2 separate regions of the Zea mays genome follow, and region 2 is linked to region 1. Evidence: chromatin contacts called from public Hi-C data. All regions are on one chromosome and are shown on one strand. Each heading gives the region's core, a stretch centred on a gene start, on an enhancer-like site or on the middle of the called end of the contact. The rest is flanking DNA. Distances are from core to core; before and after follow the strand shown. Region 1 holds the start of LOC100284909. Region 2 has its middle 190 kb from the start of LOC100284909.

Evidence for each region. A called contact is a pair of places that touch in the nucleus more often than the background predicts.
Region 2: a Hi-C map of leaf shows a contact between it and region 1, with 4 times the contacts expected there. The contact joins the enhancer-like site here to the promoter of LOC100284909 in region 1. A contact is called at or near these places in 2 of 25 Hi-C or Micro-C datasets (ear and leaf).

Annotation. Positions count from the first base shown.
Region 1 is chr7:38,164,414-38,169,201 of Zm-B73-REFERENCE-NAM-5.0, reverse strand. It overlaps LOC100284909, which reads left to right and starts at 1,899. Exons shown (of 2, transcript NM_001157804.2): 1 at 1,899-2,575; 2 at 4,149-4,788. The coding sequence starts at 2,074.
Region 2 is chr7:38,356,497-38,361,284 of Zm-B73-REFERENCE-NAM-5.0, reverse strand. No RefSeq gene overlaps it. Among protein-coding and RNA genes, the nearest start is that of LOC100284909, 190 kb to the right of the region's middle. Within about 2 kb of position 2,529, at least 17 of the 20 cell types and tissues checked have an H3K27ac peak or open chromatin away from gene starts, as enhancers often do. A contact at or near this core is called in ear and leaf, where this site is marked.

The sequences.
Region 1 (4,788 bases), core at 650-3,149:
AGTTTTGCAAATCACAGCCGCCCTTCCAGATGGTCCGCCCCTATGGACGGACGGCCCAAAGTTCCGTATAGAGGACTGCAATTCGTAGTCTCCCTTCCGGACGGTCCGATCTTTACGACCAAACGATCCGCGACCCCACGGAGGGTAACATTCTCCTCTAGTGTGTATACAATAGAGAAATTTAGGGATTTACAAGTTAGGACAAGGGTTTACTTCGGCTGATCCTTTGGAGGAAGTTGACATAGGAGATGGTAACACTCCAAGGCCGTCTTTTGTAAACAAAAACCTAAAATCCAATTCTAGGAATAAAATGATCGAATTATTATTAGAGTATTCTGATTATTTTTCTTGGAGTTATAATGAGATGACAGGCTTATGCCGAGAGCTAGTTGAGCATCAGTTACACATCAAACCTGATTTTAGGCCATTCAAACAAAGGCCAAGACCATTTCGTCTAAACTTGCACCCCTGCCGAACACAAATCTTATTGTCCCTTGGCTTCCGAAACCACGACATGTATGGACAGAAAGCTATTTTAACTATAGAGATTAGCCTGCATGCTATCAGGTTTACTAGTCTAAATGATCAAGATGTTGGTGACTACCATGATCTAATGATGGATAGTATTGATTTGGTGATCGACAAGAGGTTGATGGCTCTAAAGGAGATTGAGAAAGACAAGATCATAGTTGCCAAGGCTTACAACAATAAGGTAAAGGCTAAGACTTTTTAGGTTGGAGATCTAGTTTAAAAGACAATCTTGCCATTAAGGAGTATGGATGGACTGGAAGTTTGGCAAATGGTCCCCATGTTGGGAAGGGCCTTATAAAGTTACACAGGTGATCTCTGGTAACACATTACAAACGGTGCAAGGAGATAAGTTGCCCAATGCATTGAATGATCGCTTTCTAAAGTGATATCATCCTAGTATATGGTAAGATGCTTAGAGAACCGATAGATTCACATCGAGTTGTTTACAACTTGTACTAGGTGCTTTTGGTTCGCTTAAGCTTATCCAAAAGGTAGGAGGCATGTGTTGAGCACCATATTTGACATTTGGCACGGCTAGACGAGCTAGCCCCAGACGGTCCGCGATTAGATTAATTCGGGCGAGAGTCCTTTTCCTCGCGCGTGCTTATTCAACTCATCGCGTGGGAATCGGTTGGGATGCACCTAGGAACGGGTCCAGACCTCCCCTATAAATATAAAGAGGTACGACCGATTGAGGCACCACCTAATTAGATTAGTCTTTCTCATCTGCAGTCTTCACATCTCCTCGACTTTACGTCGTTTAGATATGTTTTGGGTGACCTGCCGACCACAGGACAACCCTATGATATTTTCTCCCTAATGGATCCCTTCCGGATAGCGAGATTCAGGTGCAAAAGATCCAAGAAGCCCTCTGCGCGCCTCGCGTACTTTCCGTCGCTCATACGTGAACGGTCTATGCGCAGAAGACCGAAACTCTCTACGCAGTCGCGAACAGTCCACACTCACACAGAGAGGACTCTAACGCCCCCTGCATCGTGTGACGCCAGCCCTAGAGTTTGTTTGTTGATTGGCTAAAAAACGAGCCAACGCCTAAGTTGAACAATGAAAAGCAGCTAGGATGCGAAAAGCAGGGGGCAGATAGAAGGTTTTTAGTTTATCTTTTTACTTCTTTGAATCAGAAACACATCAAGATACTAAGAATGTACTCCTAGTATAAACACACCCCGTTCAAACATCCTGTGGAAATGAAACAATCGGCATCGGAGGCCAAGAATGCTTCACGAGAGGCGGGGTGCGTCCCAGCGTCCCCACCAGGCCACTACAGTCCAGAGCCCACAAGGCATGGGCAGTTGGGCACCAAAAGACAGAAAAAAAAGAAGAAAAAAAAACCCCCGAAGCTGCGCGCGGCCGTTCTCGTCTTCCAGAAGTCTCTCCGTATCTCCCTCCCCGAAGCCCCGCCGGACCACCTTAACCTCCCCACCACAAGCCCGCACACACCATCCCGCTCCGCTCAAGTCGCCTCCGCATTCCTGCCCCCTCTACCCGCCCGCCGCCGCGCGGACGACGGGAGACGCCGGCACCATGCTCTGCCTCTCGCTGTGCGCACCGCACCTTCACCTCCACCTCCCCCGCAGCCCGACCGCACGACCCGCCGCCGCCACGTGCAGGAACGCGCGCTGCATCGGCGTCACGCTATGCCTCCGGATGCCGACGACACCGGAGGAACGGCGGCAGAAGCGCGGGCTGGCCCAGTTCCTGGACTTATCGGCCGCGCCGACACTCACGCCACCCGCGCCCACGCCCGTGCATCTCACGCCCGCGGCCAAACGGCGCGGGGCGCTGCGGGAGATGCGCCGGGTGTGGTGGGTGTGCGGGGTCGGGTACTGGGTGCAGGGGTTCCGCTGCTTCCCGTGGCTGGCACTCAACTTCCACCTCACGCGCGGCATGGGGCTCAGCCCCGCCGGCCTGCAACTCCTGCAGAACGCTGGGAGCCTCCCGCTCGTCGCCAAGCCGCTCTTCGGGGTCCTCTCCGATGCCGTCTACATCGGCCGCGCCCACCGCATACCCTACATCTCCCTTGGAGGTACACAGCCGATCCCTTTTTTGCTCCCCTTCCCCCGCTTATTTCTCGTTTTATTTTCTTATTATGTTCGTGCGACTCCAGTAATGTTGGAGTTGGAGGAAAGGGAATTATGATGTGAATGATGCTCGTCGTGAAATTATGTGCATTTCATTCAGTATTTCCGAATAAGCTGCAATTGTCTGCATCTCCATCTGGGTGAATTATCTTCAATTCATAAGCAAACTTGTGATCATCAATGTTCCCAACAATGAAACATTTGCAGCAGGAAATCTGGCTGTATTTCTCTAGTTGTCTGGCATCATATGTCACTGTTTCTTCAATTGTTTCTACAAAAGTAAGAATGAATTTTAACCTAAGAAAATATCTGAGCCGTTGAACACATTGAAAGCAACACCTAGCTACGAAAATTTCTGAGCCGCTGAACACATTGAAAGGGGCAGCTATTTCACGTCTCTTTCTGAAATTGGAAACACCCTGGACATTGCAGTTCAACAACTGCAGTCAATTTCTCATTACAATATGTGTGGCTGTAACCATCTGATTGTCAGATGAAAACATGAAAAAAAAACACTTTCAAGCTACTTCTGTTTAAAGCACTAAAGTGTTTAGCACATAGACGTAGGTGCCTTGTTCCCTTGGCAATGGTATCATGACCTACTCGTTGCATCTGTTCTGTGTAAAAGATGCATTTTGGAAAGTGGTATATGCAGCCTTGGGATGGAGCAATACACTTTTCTTCCTGATGTGTACTTTGATTTTGTTGCTAGTCACACATTTCAAGCCTTGCCCATTTGGTTAAACCGACAGGTTACCCTTATTCTGTGGTTTTTGATGCAATGACGTGTGATTTACTCATGCTGCTAGTCACACAATACCTGTGCTGGTAAGCTGGTATTCTCATAATGGTCCCTTATTTTGTGGTTCCTATAAGAATATGCTGCCGGACTTATCTCGAGGACCACAAATCACTACTGACCTTTAGATTTACATAGGTTGTCTATTAAGACTACACAACTCTTTTTGTCATTACTGCATCACGTATATTTTCCTTGCCGTACTATGATATGGACAGCTTGTTGAGAAGTTGAGATGCATCTCCTAGCACAAATAACCGCAGTTTAATTGAAATACTGTTAAATTGTCTGCTCATTTTTTTATACTTTCTGCACTTTTCCTTCATTTGATTTATTATTTGTCGTGTATTAATCTTTTTTTTTGTGCTGAAATGCTAATTTTAATGTTTGCACAGAATCCTTTTTAAATAAACTAACGAGTTGTACAATTGAATATATATGCAATCACCAACCAAAAATTGCAAACCAGCTGCTTTTGGTTTATTGAACAATAAATTTTTTGCTGTAAGATCAGGACTAGACGACTAGTCACTAAGCTCCAATAAAAATAAAAAGTATCTAGAGAATTTTTTTATGATGCTTTTGTTGATCCTGTGGTTTACTGTCAAACTGTTCAGTGTCATAACTATTTGTTACTCAGCTGTTAATCAGAAAGTACATAGCTGACTTGTTTTTTTGGAAACCATACAACTTACTTGAACTTATGTTGGTATGTTCAGTGTGGCTGCAGCTCATTGCTTGGGGAGTACTTGCAACCATTCCAGTTACAGGGGATGCGTTTCCAACTCTAATGGCATGCATTCTCATTGGAAATCTAGGAGCATCTGTCACAGAAGTCGTAAGTGATGCTGTTGTCACGGAGTTCAGTAGGACACAGAAGGCTGGTGTACTACAGTCATATGCATTCGTAGCCCTGGCTGCAGGATCCTTGCTGGGGAACTTGTCTGGTGGTTACATTCTGCTTAAAACACAGGAACCAAAGATCATGTTCACAGCATTCTCAGTCCTTCTTGGCTTCCAGCTAGCACTGTCCCTAAGTACAAAAGAGACATTGCCAAGCTCTCGAGGAAACTCCAGAAATCGTCTTGTCAAAAGCTCTTTGGCAGCTAACTTCCGCAAGCAATTCTCAAACTTGATGACAGCGATCAGAGAGGAAAGGATCTTATACCCTCTTGCATGGATCATGACATCCTTTGCTGTTGTGCCTGTTCTTTCTGGAACCATGTTCTGCTTTCAAACACAGTATTTGAATCTCGATCCATCGGTTATTGGTCTATCGAAAGTTGTGGGACAGGTCATGGTCTTATCACTAACTGTACTCTACAATCGATATCTTAAAAGGATACCACTGAGGTGCCT
Region 2 (4,788 bases), core at 1,280-3,779, 190 kb before region 1:
CCACGACATCTGTCCCAGCAGGCGGATGATTCGGAGGAGGATTCATCTCCGGTTGTGGATTGACAACTACCCTGCTTCGACGAATACGAGCAGTTAGATCGATACCGCCTCCCTTCTTGGTATTGACCATCTAGGTTAGAAACACATGGTTAGATAGATTTGTAGATAAGATGAATAATTACGAGACGCCCTATTTTTAGGTCATGATCTTTAGGTCATAATAGCTCAGTAAATTAGAGTATCACCTACTTAATACTAATACAGTAACCTATGGTGGTACATGCTAGGATGCGCTACTATACTATTTACTAAATCAAAGAAGCAAATCAAGCAATTATCATCAGAACAAACATCCAAACACTTAAATATCAATAAAAGAAAAATATTTTTTGTCTTAGGTCTCCTATCTCTTTAGGGATTCATAAATATAGGATCCCAAGGTGTGAAATCCTTTTTTTCTATCTGGAGAATAAGAGATACGAGTAGTTAGAGTAGAACAACCAAAAGGTGAGACAGGATCAAGACAAGTATAGAAAGAATCTGAGTAAAGGTAAGAAGGTAAGGGTTTTGTCCAGTTCTATCTAGGTTTTGTCCTACAGTAAACATTCCTCTGATACCACTTCTTTCACACTCGGATTTAAGGGGAAACCCGGGCGCGTCTCATGTGTGCGCCAAAGAAGAACAACACATATAATGACCAAGTGTATAGAGATAAATATCACAAACTTTATTTCCTTAGCGCCATTAAGCTAACTTGGAGACGCCACCTAGACCTCGTCGAACTCCTCAAAGTAGTCCTCCTCCTAGGCCACCTGCTCTTCACCTGTGGGGGGTTATCGCAAGGGTGAGCTCACTAAAGTTCACCGCTCAACAAGTATGGGGAATAAAGTGCATGAGCTCACATACAGTGGGGACTCATGTGAGGTGTAAGGCTGATCAACAAATAATGGTTAAAACTAAGCATTGCTTTTAATAAGTTGGTCAAATTATTAGCAATTACTAAATTTAAGTATATACCAACCCAAAGTAATAAGAGATCAAAATTAGTAATAAAGCCCACAGTGCAGCGCATATGACAAATTAAGTTTAATTCCATAAGTTAATGATGCGAGAGTCCTGAGTCTCTCTTAACCGTGAGCACAACTGATATACCATTTTACACTCTATAGAGGTTGCACATCTTTACCCACAAACCATGTTACCCATTTGCCAAGAGGTCTAGAAATCCCATTCATATCTATCGAGGAGACAAGGTAGGGTAGCACTATGAGGCCTTTCTAAAGTTCCACTAGTTCGAGAAAACCCGCTACGAATTCAGGAAGAAGGAAGCATAGGAATCCCTCGTCCAGAAAGCTAAATAGGCAGTCCAACCCGAGAACCTTCCTATACTCTGCAGTGACGTCTCCCCGCTTGCCCCTTTCAGGTAAGGTAGTCTCTCCCTAGATTTCCTAATTACTTGGCCAAGGGTATCCCATTCCACCCTTGTGGTAGCACTGTTATCTCAAGTTAAGCTCTATGTTCCTATTAACACCATAATCTTATCATGAACATTAAAGAATAGAATCACAATAATAAATCATGATCATGAATCATATTTATCTTAACACCCAAAACGACATAGAGCAATAGTAGAGGCTACCCAAAAGTTTAGTGGTGAACAAGGCATAAGTAAAGCAAACTAGGGTGACCTATTGGGTCCCATCAAAATTAAGCCTACACATGCCAACGTGATTATAGAGAACATTATTGGGTAAAGAAAAGAGTGGTCAAGGGCACAACTTGCCTTCAACGAGCTCCTGCTAATTAGTTTCCACCTGTTGGGTACCAGAGTCCTCTGTCACTTGCTCGTCTACTCGCAACAATACAAACAAACATGGTATGAGAAATTAACATCCCAAGAAACATGAGCACAAACCGCGTAATAATGATCTACATGTTGCTACGAGTTCGTATGTTCGAGAACCATTAAAATCGGAGTTACGGTTAAAGAGTCATGATTTTCTGAAGCTTTATGTGTTAGACATAAAACAAATTAAGTGCTTGATTTTAACCATATGTTTCATAATGAAATAAGGTTACTAGATGATGAACAATATTAATATGATTTTAATGCAACTGGAATGGATCAAAAAAGAGTTAAATTGAGTTACTTATGAATTAAACAGGATTGCGGAATTATTTCTATACTAGAAACCATTTTCCTAGATTTTTATTTACTCAAATCAACAGCTATGGACTGCGGGTATCATTTATGAATTCGCTAGGGTTTATTCTGCAAAATCCAGGACCTCTATGTAATGATTTTAACACTATCCTAGCCCGCGGTTTAATTTATAAAGGTTTTAGGGCCTCTTTTAGAAACCTACTGCAGTGAAAGGGTATTGCATGCTCTCAGCCATTCGATCTACACCGGCAGTCTAGATTAGATCATCCTCATTATACTTCAGCGCGTGATCACAGCCACACAGCCCGCAATCGATGGCTCAGACTCACCCTACAGCATCCAATAGGTAGACTTAATTTGAACCGTCTATTTTACGATCGACGGTGGCACGACCATCGTCATCCTCCAGCCATGACCCACGGCAGCGCACGGAGACTGAGCGGTGGACACACGCTGGATACCCACCTAGGTGCAACGCCGCACCGATACTCATCCTAAACGCCTGTACATGATCACAAGACTAAATAAAATGGGTGGGGGATGACTCACTCGAGATTAGGCAATGGGGGATAGCTACCCACGCACCGTACGGATCTGCGGTCAAGTCCGAGCGACGACGAGAAATTACGGGCACCACGGTGGCCCCCGGTCTTCCTGGTTGCTATCACCAAAAGCGCGATCCCGCGATGAGGATCTCGACCCCAACCTAGGCGCTGAACTAGCACACAATCCAAGAATGGTGTGGCGGCTCCCTCCCACTCCTCACGGCACTTAGGGGTTTTCGCACGGCAATGCTCACCAGTGGAAAAACTCAGGTGAAGTGGGCGTAGCCGAGGCGATCACGCACAAATAGCCGCGAGGAGGCGGTTGCATGGCTAGCTGGATCCTGCGTGCTTTGCAGCATGGCGGGTACGCCGGCCAGCGCCCACTTCGGAACAGAGCGGAGTGGACTTGGGTCCATGACTCAGTGAGGGCTAGAGATACAACGACTGACGCATGGGCCCAGCAGGCAGGGGACTAAGGGAAGAGCCAGAGCATGCGCGAGAGGGACAGACAAGTCAGGCCCACCTGTCAGCGCTGACCCGCTTGTCTGGATAGCGCGGATGTGGTTAGGTGAGCTGAGGGCTGAGGTAGTTGGGCTAGCTGAGAGGAAAACTAGCCCAAGAGCTGGTTTCTTTATTTCTTTCTTTTTTATTCCATTTTACTTTTCAAATGTCCATTCAACCAAGTTCCAATCTCAAATTCAAATTTAGATGCCACAACACAAAACCAAATTCGGCATGATGCTATACTTTACATATTTCATTTAGTATTTGTTTTAATCAAAGAAAAATGACCCATTCATAAAACACATATTCACAAAATTCACTATTATTATCTCTTGAATGACTCAAGTGTTAAGAATCCCAATTTGGGGTTTACAAATCCCTAGCGGGTTCTCTCCTCTAGTGGAACTTTGTAAAGGCAGCGCAGTGGATCTCTAGCCATTCACCTTGAAAGTGTCTAAGGGTCTAGCTAACCCTGGCTAATCGGGAAACATGTCTTGTGGGTAAAGATGTGCAACCTCTATAGAGTGTAAAACTGGTATATCAGTCGTGCTCACGATCATGAGCAGCTCGGACCCTCACATGAGTAACTTATGGAATTAAACTTAATATGTCATTTGCATTGCATTGTGGGATTTATTATTAAATTATGATATATTATTTATTTGGGTTGGTATCTACTTATACCTAGTAATTGCTAATAAAACTTTGACCAACTTTAAAAGCAATCCTCAGCTTTAACCATCTTTCTTGGTAAGCCTTACACTTCACATGACCCCCACCATACGTGAGCTCATGCACATTATTCCCCACAACTTGTTGAGCGATGAACGTATGTGAGCTCACCATTGTTGTACTCACATCCCCAAGGTCAATAGCAGGTACCACAAGATAAGGAGCATGAAGGAGGCCGCGATGAGTTCGTGAGAGATCTAGGCTATCGTCTCCCAACCCACTATGGTTGCGGAGGACCGTTGTCTTCGTATGATGTAATTATTTAGCTATTTTGTATAGAACTCCTATTATATAGTAAAGTTGTGACATTCATTTCTGTACCATGAGTCATCATATGTGTGAGACTTGATCCTAGCACACATTTCATTTGCGCCCGGGTTTGGTCCTTAAATCCTGGTGTGACAAGGCAAGTGGGAAGAAGTTGCGCAACTATAAGGAGGTTCTCAGGTTGATCTATCTATGATAGCTTTTCCGATGAGGGATTTGTCCCTACTACCTAAAACTATAGCAGGTTTTCTCATGCTAATGGGACTTTGTAAAGGTATCGTAGCGTCCTTATGCAATCACACCTCGGAAGTGTGGCATTGTGCTTGGCTAGCACAACATGGTCGGGTGCAAAAGTTCTTTCAACTTTTACGCGACTTTGGGTAAAGATGTGTGACATTTGCAGATATATCAGCCGTGCTCACGGTTACTCACGGTTACGAGTGGCTCGAACCATCACATGACTAAATTATAGAATTAAATTAAACCAGACATGTATTGCATTATGGGATTTCATTTATGATCATTTATTTAATTGGGATGATGTTTACTTATACTTATTAATTGCTCATAAAAATT